Regions from separate parts of the Zea mays genome. Here region 1 is linked to region 2. Evidence: chromatin contacts called from public Hi-C data. All regions are on one chromosome and are shown on one strand. The core of a region is the stretch at or near the end of the contact, and the rest is flanking DNA. Distances in the headings are between cores, read along the strand shown.

Region 1 (5,157 bases), core at 1,530-4,029, 150 kb after region 2:
CATTTTCTTTTGCAGCATTTACTGCTATGACATTTGCCTCACCATTTATCCTTTTCATTTGTTCTTCATTGCCAAACCCTCCAAGGGTAGACACAACAGCAGTAGCCCCAACCAATACTTCATCCCATCTTGCATAGAAAACATCTCCTACATCACATTAAGGTGCTTAACTGAATATTAGAGTGGCAGACAACATGTAAATTGCAAACTCTTGAAAGTATATTATCTCGATGTGAGTCTACAATGTATTACAAGAACAAGGTGACAACAAGAAATCCAGTTTATTCTCTGTTGCACTTTGTTAAAGTAGTTTTTCATGAAAAAGAGCCATCACTTTGTTAAAGTAGTTTTTCATGAATAAAGAGCCATGCAGTAAGCCTGTGAGAGCGAAAGGGCCTCTAGCCGAGTTGGTTAGGTGGTCTGAATAGCACTTCTCAGGTTCTAGGTTCGACTCCCCGTGAGAGCGAATTTCAGGTTGTGGTTAAAAAAATCCCCTCGTCTGTCCCACGCTAAAGCACAGGTCTAAGGCTCAGGCCCGGTCGCGGTCATTCTCACATGGGCTTCGATGCCGTTGTATAATGGGTGGGGCAGGGGTTCGGGGGTTTTCTCCACCTGTGTGAAAAGGTCTTCTTCTTAATACAATATTTGAGGGTTGTCTTATCCCCCGCAGGTCAAGTAAGCCTATGAGAAAGGCTAAAAATAAAGAAACATATTATTTTGCAATAACCAACATGTCTCAGAACTAGAAGCAATTGGACATCAATAACAAGATTGTATAAACTTAAAAGAATTCCCTTGTACAATTTATTTGAATATCCCAAACAAAGCATGAAGAATGATGTAAAAAAGGGGCACGCCCACTACCGGAGGCTCCCACATGAGTGGGGTCAGAGGAAGAGATAAACCGAGACAAGCCTTCTTCCCGCAAATGCGGAGAGGCTGCTTCAAACTGATAACTTGGTGACTTAGTGAGACAGATCTCACCACGGCAGCAGGCCTGATAGAATAATGTCAATGCAAATTTTGTTTATTGAGTACAAGTACGACAGGGATCATACATACATTTCTTACATAACAGCTATTAGCCTATTACTCTAAATAAGAATCTAATTATTATCATTCTCTATTCAGTCTTATCCCCAATCACTTGATAAAGCTATAATCTGGGAGACAGACCATCAACATTAACACACTAGACACAACAGGTTAGGGGAGTCAAGAAGTTAACTAAAGTGAGGGAGGAAAATCTAATAATCAAGTTCGTATAACAACATATAATACCATAAATGTACCTGGCAGCCAATTGACTTGATCAACCCAGGGATCAGAGTAAGATGGTCTTCCTGACCTGCCCATCAACACACAATTACGTAGAATGTGTAAATTTGTACATAATGCAGGTTTGATACCCAGAGAACTGTATCCACCTCTCATTTTTCATTACCAAACAGAAATATTGAACCAATTTAGTAAAATTAAGGGGCATCTAAAGAAATATATACTATTCTATTAAAAACCTAATGTGGGCACCAGGTGATACCACGGCTTCACACTCCGCGCTGACACTCTAGGCCCACCCACAACACCGCGCAAAAAATAGTGCAGAGCGAGCACTCGAATCCACGCCCCCTTCTCCAGAAATTTAGGGCTAACCACCAGACCACACGTACCTTAGTGTTTAAAAATAAACAATAGTTATATTTGAATAATATCTCAATACCTATTTATATGATAATCCCTCCGTCCCAATATATAAAGTGTAACCACCTCTAGTTCAAAGACCAAGAAATATATTTAATTCTCTCTATACCACTGCATTGATGTACGTATACATAGAGAGAGTACGTCTTATATTGTTGGACAAGAATAAATGTGGTTATGCCTTATATTATGGGACGGGGGGAGTATATAATAAACGTAGCAAAGCACGGGCAACTGGCTAGTCAATAGATGAAGAACCTAAACTAAAAATTGCTTAAAATATGCTGAAAATGGTAAAAGTTGCAACTGCTTCATAGTGAGTTGATTTATATATCACCTATTTGCTTCTACAGGGTATACAGCACAGAAATGTTCTTCACATAGAAGAGCAAAAGAAGTACCTGCTGAAGCTCACAACCTCAATGCCTTTGGATACAGCAGCTCTGCAAATCGCAGAACCAACGAATCCACTTCCTCCTAACACCACAATCTGCAACCGTCGAGAAACAGTTCAGAGTGGTGGGTGAAATCGTCTTAAATAATCTAACATAAACTGAGCTAGAGAACTTCGGCTGCTTGCCTTCTCCGTCTTAACATCAGCGACAATATCTATCGGAGTGGAAGAGTAGTCTTCTCTCACATCCGATGCGGCGAACCTACACTTGGTACGGAGCCTGCGCGATCAAGAGAAACCATGTCACCACGAAATTTTGCAGAAAAGAGGAACGCATGCGCCAGGTGAGAAGGGTCAGCAGGGGCCAGGGGGCCCATAAGATAACCTAGAGAATGGGGCCGCTGGAGCCGTCCGAACCGCCGGCGCCGCTGCTACCGCGGCCACGCATCGGGGAGGCGGAAGGGGTGAATTCGCCAGCGCCGGCGGCCGGACGAGGATCGGCGAGGGGGCCATGGGTTTCTCCGCTCGATGGACCTGGGCTGGCGGAGGTGTGAGCGCGAGGGCGCAACGGCAGCGGCGAGCCGGGAACGGCCGGCAGGTGGTGGTGCAGAGCGTGTCCGCGTGGGCAGTGTGGGGCTGCTTCGCGTTTCCGGTCCGGTGGCGTGGGGTGTGGGGCTGCTGGAACAGAACCGGACGACTGGAGTGAGGCGTCCCGCTAGCCGCTGCCACGTCGCTCAGTTGTTTTCGTGTGGATTTCTGCTCGGGAACAAGTAGGGCCGTTTGGATCACAGGATTTCCGAAGGAACCCCGTATTGTTTGGAACGGAGCCTTCTCATCAAGTTTCCTTACGTTTTTGATGAACCAATGTTCTATGTTTTTTATTCCTCTATTTTAAGTTTTTAACACTGTTACTTCTGTCTCTTTCTTATGTTCTATTCATTTCCTCTTTTGTATTTCTATGTTCCAAACACGGCATAAACAGCGAGCCACAGAAAAATATGACATCTGGTCCCGATCTGATTGGACGGCCAGGAGGTTTGGATGCTGTTTAATTGCAACGAATGGGACTGGACAAAATATGTAATTGTAAATAAAGTAATTATACGTTTATAACTCAAAAGGTCAGAATGTGCATATATATAAAGCAATAGAGGTAGGAGAATGAACTCCATTCGTTATATGTGTATAAGTTCATCTTCATCTATTTGAATATCGACGTAAAAATTAAGAGTTAAAACGACTACTATTTTGGAACGGACGGAGTAGGACGCAAAATGAATATCAGACATCTACAGTTTCAGTATGTTATTCACTCAGCAGATCATGTATACATTCTCTCATTAGTTGAATGAGCAAACCATATTTTTCAATGCAAGAATAGATTCTTAAAAAATAGAATGCATGTAAACATTACATGATATCTACACAACATAAATGTAAACATTAAAAATGGGGCAACGAAGAATCGTGGCTCTGGCCGCCTCTCTTCCTGGTCGACAGACAATACAACAGTCCTTCACAAAGTTCAGTTCGCTTGTAATATGCGAATCCGAAGCTTCCAACACCTTTTCAAAAATGACTGTCATATCAACCTTGGGTACTGTACTCTCTTTTATAATCCCTCTCCATTGAACTATCAGGGCGAAATAGATCCATAGGACTACACCAAGAACTGGACGCCAGCTTCACTTAATCCTTTTCCAGGCTCTGTGAAGAATCTACCTGCCCCCATAACGTCTCTGCGTAAATCTTCTCTTCTTCCTTCTCTTGTTGAGAACAATCAGATAGCTCAACCACCTGCTCATCGTCTTCATCTGGCACATCTTCGTCAGTATCATCTGGCAAATCTACAACATCGTTACCCTGCAGAACACAAGCCTCAGCCACAGCCTCTCGCATGGCTAGCCGAGTGGCTGGCTTATCACTCCCCTTATATCGCGGTGGAGGGACAACAAAGGGCAGGGCGATGTCCTCGATCCTGTGCCTACTTTCACTTGCATGCTTTGACATGCCTGGTGGCAGAGCAATGAGTATGATGCCAAGCTCATAGTTGCAAATGTGTAGCATTGGACTAGAAGGTGCTGATCTGGCTTTGCTAGGATTTGCTTTGGAGGGAGGAGACAGCGGCTGTCCCCATGCAGCCGGACTGAAGTTATGAGACCCACAATAAGTCCAGCCGAATGAATGCTCACCAAAACAAGACTTGAAGCGTCTTTGAGCAACCTGGTATATTGATAAATTTGTCACTATCATAGCTAAATTTCAGTAAAGAACATTGAACATTTCATCCTTTTTAAAGGTAGTGTCTGTATCAGCCAACGATGACGCAAACTCGCAAAGGTAAACAGAAGCAAACCACATAGGACATGTCTATCCAAGTTGATGGTAGATAGCTTATCCAAAAAGGGTGAAAATCAAGAGCATTAGCTAGCACTTGAAAACAAAGAAAGAGTAAATACCAAGTAATTTCCTTTTTGTAAAGCTATAACTGGACCTTTTCTCGCTAAAATCTTCACCTAAACAACACGCATACAATAGTCAGCTGTTTCTAACCCATTGCCAATGTGGCAATGTCTTCAACAATAATAGTCAGATAAACGACGCTGTGTATGTCATGTCTGCCATTGTGTAACTTGAACCACCATTCAATAGTTTGTGAAGAACTAAAGAAAGCCAAAAGGAAGGGCAGGTCTGATGGCTGATGCAGTGGTGAGAGTTGTTTCACTAAGTCACTAGGTCACAGGTTCAAAACAATCTCTCCGTATTTGTGGGTGGAAGGCTTGCCTCAATTTATCCCTTTCCTAGACACCCCCCCCCCCATTCATGTGGGAACCTCCGGCAAACTAAAGAAAGCCAAGGAAGTTTATATTTATGATATTCTCCAAGAAGACTATACCTTAACATGCATAGGATACCCTATCCTGGCATTTGGTTGCGGGATTGCATCATGAAATATACCGGTAGATCTCAGTCTTTGCCATGTTTTCTGCGAAAACAAAGCAAGTGAGATGGACATAAAAAGTAATAGTATACACCTTACAAGAGCAATCTCTAAATTTATA
Region 2 (4,786 bases), core at 1,037-3,536:
TTCCTGTTGTGGCTAGACTCGCCTAGAATATATGTGCGAACTTTTTTTTCTGTTACTGCAAAAAAGAAAAAAAACAAATGAATCGCCTTTCCATTTTAGCTGTTTGCGAGATTATGGGCCTGTTTGGTTCACTACCTCAGTTGCCACACTTTGCCTAACTTTTCTGCCTAAGATTAGTTATTCATCAATTCGAACGACTAATTTTAGGCAAAGTGTGGCACATTTAGGCATTTAGCCACAAACCAAACAGGCCCTATATATTCTTTCGAAGCTGATGCCTCCAGTATTCCCGCGTAGAAAATTACTCTCCCGAATCTATCGCGGAGCTCCAAAAGTTACTCATCCAAAGCTCTCGCTACTGCCTTTTTCGCAATTTCGCATGCGGATGCCTGCAACAGCGCAAAAAGATTTGAACGATCGGGTCCCGTCCCGTGATCAGGGGCCTCAGGGCCTGTTTGCTTTCGTCCGTTCCCTGCCAAGATCGATGCCTTTTCCCAAGAAAAGAAGTCCTGGTCATGATAAGGTTATTATACTAGTAGCACGTACCCTGCAGCTGCAGCGGTCAGATTATTCCCCTCAGAATTCACATCTCCTTCCAAAATCCCTTCCCCACCCCGGTGCAGTATTCTGTGTATTCTAGTCCGTTTCCACGAGACTCGTGCGAAGCTGACGACGAGCGGCGGTGGTGTGGTGATGCGCAAGTGCTATAGCCTGATATATTTATTTGAAGCCTAAACCGCGTGAACTGATGATGATGGTACGGATGGTCTGCGCAAGGAAACCTATTGAAAATCGCCATCAGAGGAGAGAAAGCGGGCTATTTGAATCGGTTTTTTCCCTCTTTGAACTTGAGAAGCGGAATCAATCAACGGCGTCGTTGCTCGCAAGAGTGCGACGGCAGAGCCGCGATTCGGACCGGAGATGCCCACTCCGGGTAAGGTACTAAGGTGTTGACACCTTTGTTCTCTGGCGCCTTTGGATGAAACACGAAAGTGAAACCGCGCCTAGCTAGAAACGAATGGCTACTGGCCACTGCTCTCGGATCGGAAGGGAACGGCGCACTAGTGGCTTTCGGTTCCGAGAAAGGAGTCGTCGCGACCCGACGTGCCGCCGATGCGGCGTAAAATGACTCGCAGCGTGGCGTACAGTGGTTTGGCGTTTTGAGGTGCACAAATTTTAGCGGTGGGATGCGTCTCTGCGGCCTCATCATCTGCTGATCACAGACAAGTCAGCTGTGGCCTGTGGACTATACGTAGCCGCGTAGGGTACGTAGCTGCAGAGTCTCTCTCAGTTTTTTGTGTGTGGCTTTTGTTGAGGTGCATGGTGTGGCCAGTATTATTTTGCACTGCTTTTATTATCATCGTCCCGTCCGTCTCTTGGTCCGCGACGCGGTCATGCGGGAGACGAGCCGACTAGTGGAGCAGGAGCAGCTGCCTGCGACCACAAATGGACGAGTGTACCACACGCGAACGCCGCCCACGCGACGGAGGGACGAAGAAGCGGAACTCTGTCTGAGAGTATAATATTGTAGTATAGTGTTACGTTGGCGCGGCGCGGCGCGGAGGAAGTCGTCGGATGACTCGGATCGTCGAATCGAATCCTCTACGACACTACCACAGGCACCCACGCACGATGTATCTATCAATCGCTCAAGGTTTCCAAGGCCGAACGTGTCTGGACCAGCGCACATAGATTGGGAAACGATTTGTATATGAAAAAAAAAAGATTTGGATAGAGCGGCAGCAGCCAGCGGATTCATTCTAGAACCGTCCGCGCGTGGTCCCGTTGGCGTTTGCTCGCGACCGACGCGACGCGATCCGCACGCACCGGCAAGCCAGCTGCGCAACCCGCCAAGCTCCACAGCCCATCGTTTCCCGCCACCTCAAAGAAACCGCCCCCCTTTTTTTCTAATCAGAAGAGAACCGCCTGGGCGCTGGGCCGGCCGGAACGAGGGCACGGCCGTCGGCGTCGTCACTTTCATCCCTCCAGTTTTAGAGCTCTAAAAACTTCAAAATACTTTAGCTTATTTTAAAACTTCACCTAGCCAGAGCTTCTGGTCTAAAGTTTAGAGATCTGATAATGTTTTAAGAAAGAAAGCCCTAATCCGCTGGCGCCTTTGCTTAAAAAAAAAAAACCAGTGGGCTAGGCTAGTAGATGGGGCGGGGTGGGTCCACGAGGCCAGTGAGTGGGGTCAGGAGGAATCCTGGGCAGCGGTCCTGCCCGCGGGCAGTGCCGTGCCGTGCCACCCCCAGCATAAAAGCGAGGACTGCTCGGTCGCCGTGGTGCCGCAGTTTGCCGCTCTCGGCACTCGTTCGGCTTCCTCTCTTCTCTTTCCGGCCTATCAGCAGTCAGTTTCTCTCGTCTGGTAAGCTCCTTGGGACGCCTTCCTCCTATCCCTTTACTACTACAGTTCTTAACTCCTACCTAGGAGAAGAGAACTTCTCGTTCTAGATCCACTCAGCTTTTTATAAGAACTTTTTGTTCATTGGAGCCTGTGCTGCTTGTGGAGGTACAGTGCTGATGGCGTCCAACTACGTCGACACCGGGGCGGAGGAGGGCAGGTTCCACGGCCACCACAGCACGACGCCGACCAGCGCGGCGGCGTCGCCGAAGACGCTGCGGAGGAGCTCGTCGTCCGCCCACAGCCACGGCCACGGGCCCAAGTGCGTGTGCGCGCCGGCCACGCACGCAGGCTCCTTCAAGTGCCGCCTCCACCGCAGCAGCTCCCACGGCCACGGCCACGGCCACGGCAGCAACCCGGCGTCCCCTCCCTCCCCGGCCACCTTCGCCGCTGCGCCGCCGCCGGCCGCGGCCGCGTCCTCCTCCCGCACCGTCGCGGCGCAGTGACGGCGCCCCAAGAAACGCCGACCCAGCAGCAGTGAAGAGAGGAGAAGAGAAGAGAGAAACGGCAAAAGGGAAAAAGGAAAACACACTCTCTCTGTTATTATGCGACACGAGAAAGGGAGCTTATTTGTTCCTCCCTTCATCTTCACGTACGCCAACGGCAGAATTTCCCATTTCGTTTCACTTCCTCCTCCCCCCCTCGTCTTTTAACCTTTTTTGGCTGAGATATCCATCGATTCTCGCTGGAATGGTCTTCCCCTCCTTCGGTCAGAAGAAACCCTCCCTGGTTGTACTGTACTAGGCAATGCGCATCCTGCTAGATCGCCTCCGCTGAAATGGAAAGCGTATGTGTGATGGTGACATGAAGTTCACTTGTGTAATTATTACCATTTCAGTAAATCCATGCTTCTTGCAGGAGTTGTGATCTTGGTGGTGGGTCTGCTGATTACTCTTCCACCATTCCGTCGTGGAGGTCTTGAAATTGCGTCAATTATTCGCTATAAACAAGGATGACTGGCCAGGAAACAGTAACAGTGGACCGAGATCCAAAACAATTTTGGATGGTAAAACGTAGCAATCACACGACCTGCTTAGCACTGAAACGCTGGGATTCTTTGTTGAACGTAGCAATCTCACGACCTGCTTAGCACTGAAACGCTGGGATTCTTTGTTGGTTCGGTTCATCTCACCTACAAGTCTGGTCTGCTCTGTCAGTAGTAAAGTTCTGTCTGGCACGGATTGGTTATCCCGTGATTGTTTAGTGCTCATGTGATTGTTCTGCAGTGGTCTGACGGAGCCTGCATGGGTCCATGAGTCCATCCCGTCCTCACGTGTAAATGTCTCAGAGCTCCCCGGCCTCAACCCTGAGTCTGAGTGCATCGATCATATTGGCTGCACCTGTACCTGCAGACGCAGCATTCTGAACGATGGTAACAGGCATGTGCCATTAGCTGGAGGGGAACAGTGCAACCAACGATAGTGTGATGTGGCGCCGAGTCGCTGTAAATTGGTAGTGTCCGTCCTGTTGATGTTCACAAGCACACAGAAGTTATAGCTGGCAGAAGGCGGTTGGCATGTCAGGATCCGTAGCTGATCAGGATATTATTAGCCCTATCTTGCTTTAAGCAGCACACATGCCCCACGGTATCATAGTGCGCGTCGTTTGTGTCAACGGGATGATGGGTTTTCGGTTGGGCGCTGGTTCCTGTTATAACCTTTCTGGTGTTACTGTAACTAAAAACTTGAGCATGACATCATAAGCATTGGCATTGCATATGTTTAACACACCTAGAGTGCATTCACTAGGCAAAAATTTCAAACAAGTTGTATTGTTTTAATGTTTTGCAAATAGAACCCTGGATAGGGAACTTAACCCTAAATAGGGATTAAAGGGGTAAAACTTAACCCAAATTGAGAAAACCTAAAAGCTTTAGGGAAATAGTTGTAAAATATCCCCAAAAATAAAGTTGAATCACCTTTATACCCCTAAGATACCAGAAACCCTAATTGGAACCCTGGAAAACCCTAAAACCAAACCCTAGGGGCCTATGTGCAAAAGCAGTGCATATTTGGACCAAAGTGTAAAAACTACTACGTTTAAATATATGTAGTCACATGGTTCACATTTGGGAAGATTTACAAGCCAAACCCTGAGTTTTGGGCTTATTTGCAAAAGAGTCACATTTGAACTCTTTTGACTAAGTCTAATTTCAGTGTATTGTGCTCACCTTTGTGACCCTGTAACTTCTAAACAAAAGAAAGTTTGCCCTAGGTCACCACATCAAAATTGTAGCCCAATTATAGGACAACAAGTTTGCTTAAGAGTGCAAGCCATGTTCTTGTGAAAAGTTGGGAGATAATTGAGCCTGAAGTTGGACTGTCAGACTGCTTGATGTCTGAAATTCAGATTAACAGTGGGATGACATGAACTTAGGGCTTGATT

The links. Hi-C and Micro-C count contacts between places; a contact is called where the count stands out from the background.
Region 1: a contact with region 2 is called in a Hi-C map of bundle sheath, with 2.7 times the contacts expected there. The contact joins the promoter of LOC100274377 here to the promoter of LOC100277165 in region 2. A contact is called at or near these places in 2 of 25 Hi-C or Micro-C datasets (bundle sheath and tassel).

The regions. Positions count from the first base shown.
Region 1 is chr2:62,709,173-62,714,329 of Zm-B73-REFERENCE-NAM-5.0, forward strand. It overlaps LOC100274377 (3-beta hydroxysteroid dehydrogenase/isomerase family protein), which reads right to left and starts at 2,780. Exons shown (of 7, transcript NM_001148737.1): 1 at 2,481-2,780; 2 at 2,282-2,375; 3 at 2,103-2,191; 4 at 1,293-1,348; 5 at 1-147. The coding sequence starts at 2,608. LOC100382237 reads right to left here. Exons shown (of 12, transcript NM_001174991.1): 11 at 4,992-5,081; 12 at 3,442-4,318. The coding sequence ends at 3,785.
Region 2 is chr2:62,556,468-62,561,253 of Zm-B73-REFERENCE-NAM-5.0, forward strand. It overlaps LOC100277165, which reads left to right and starts at 2,287. Exons shown (of 2, transcript NM_001327920.1): 1 at 2,287-2,365; 2 at 2,516-3,374. The coding sequence starts at 2,521. The coding sequence ends at 2,847.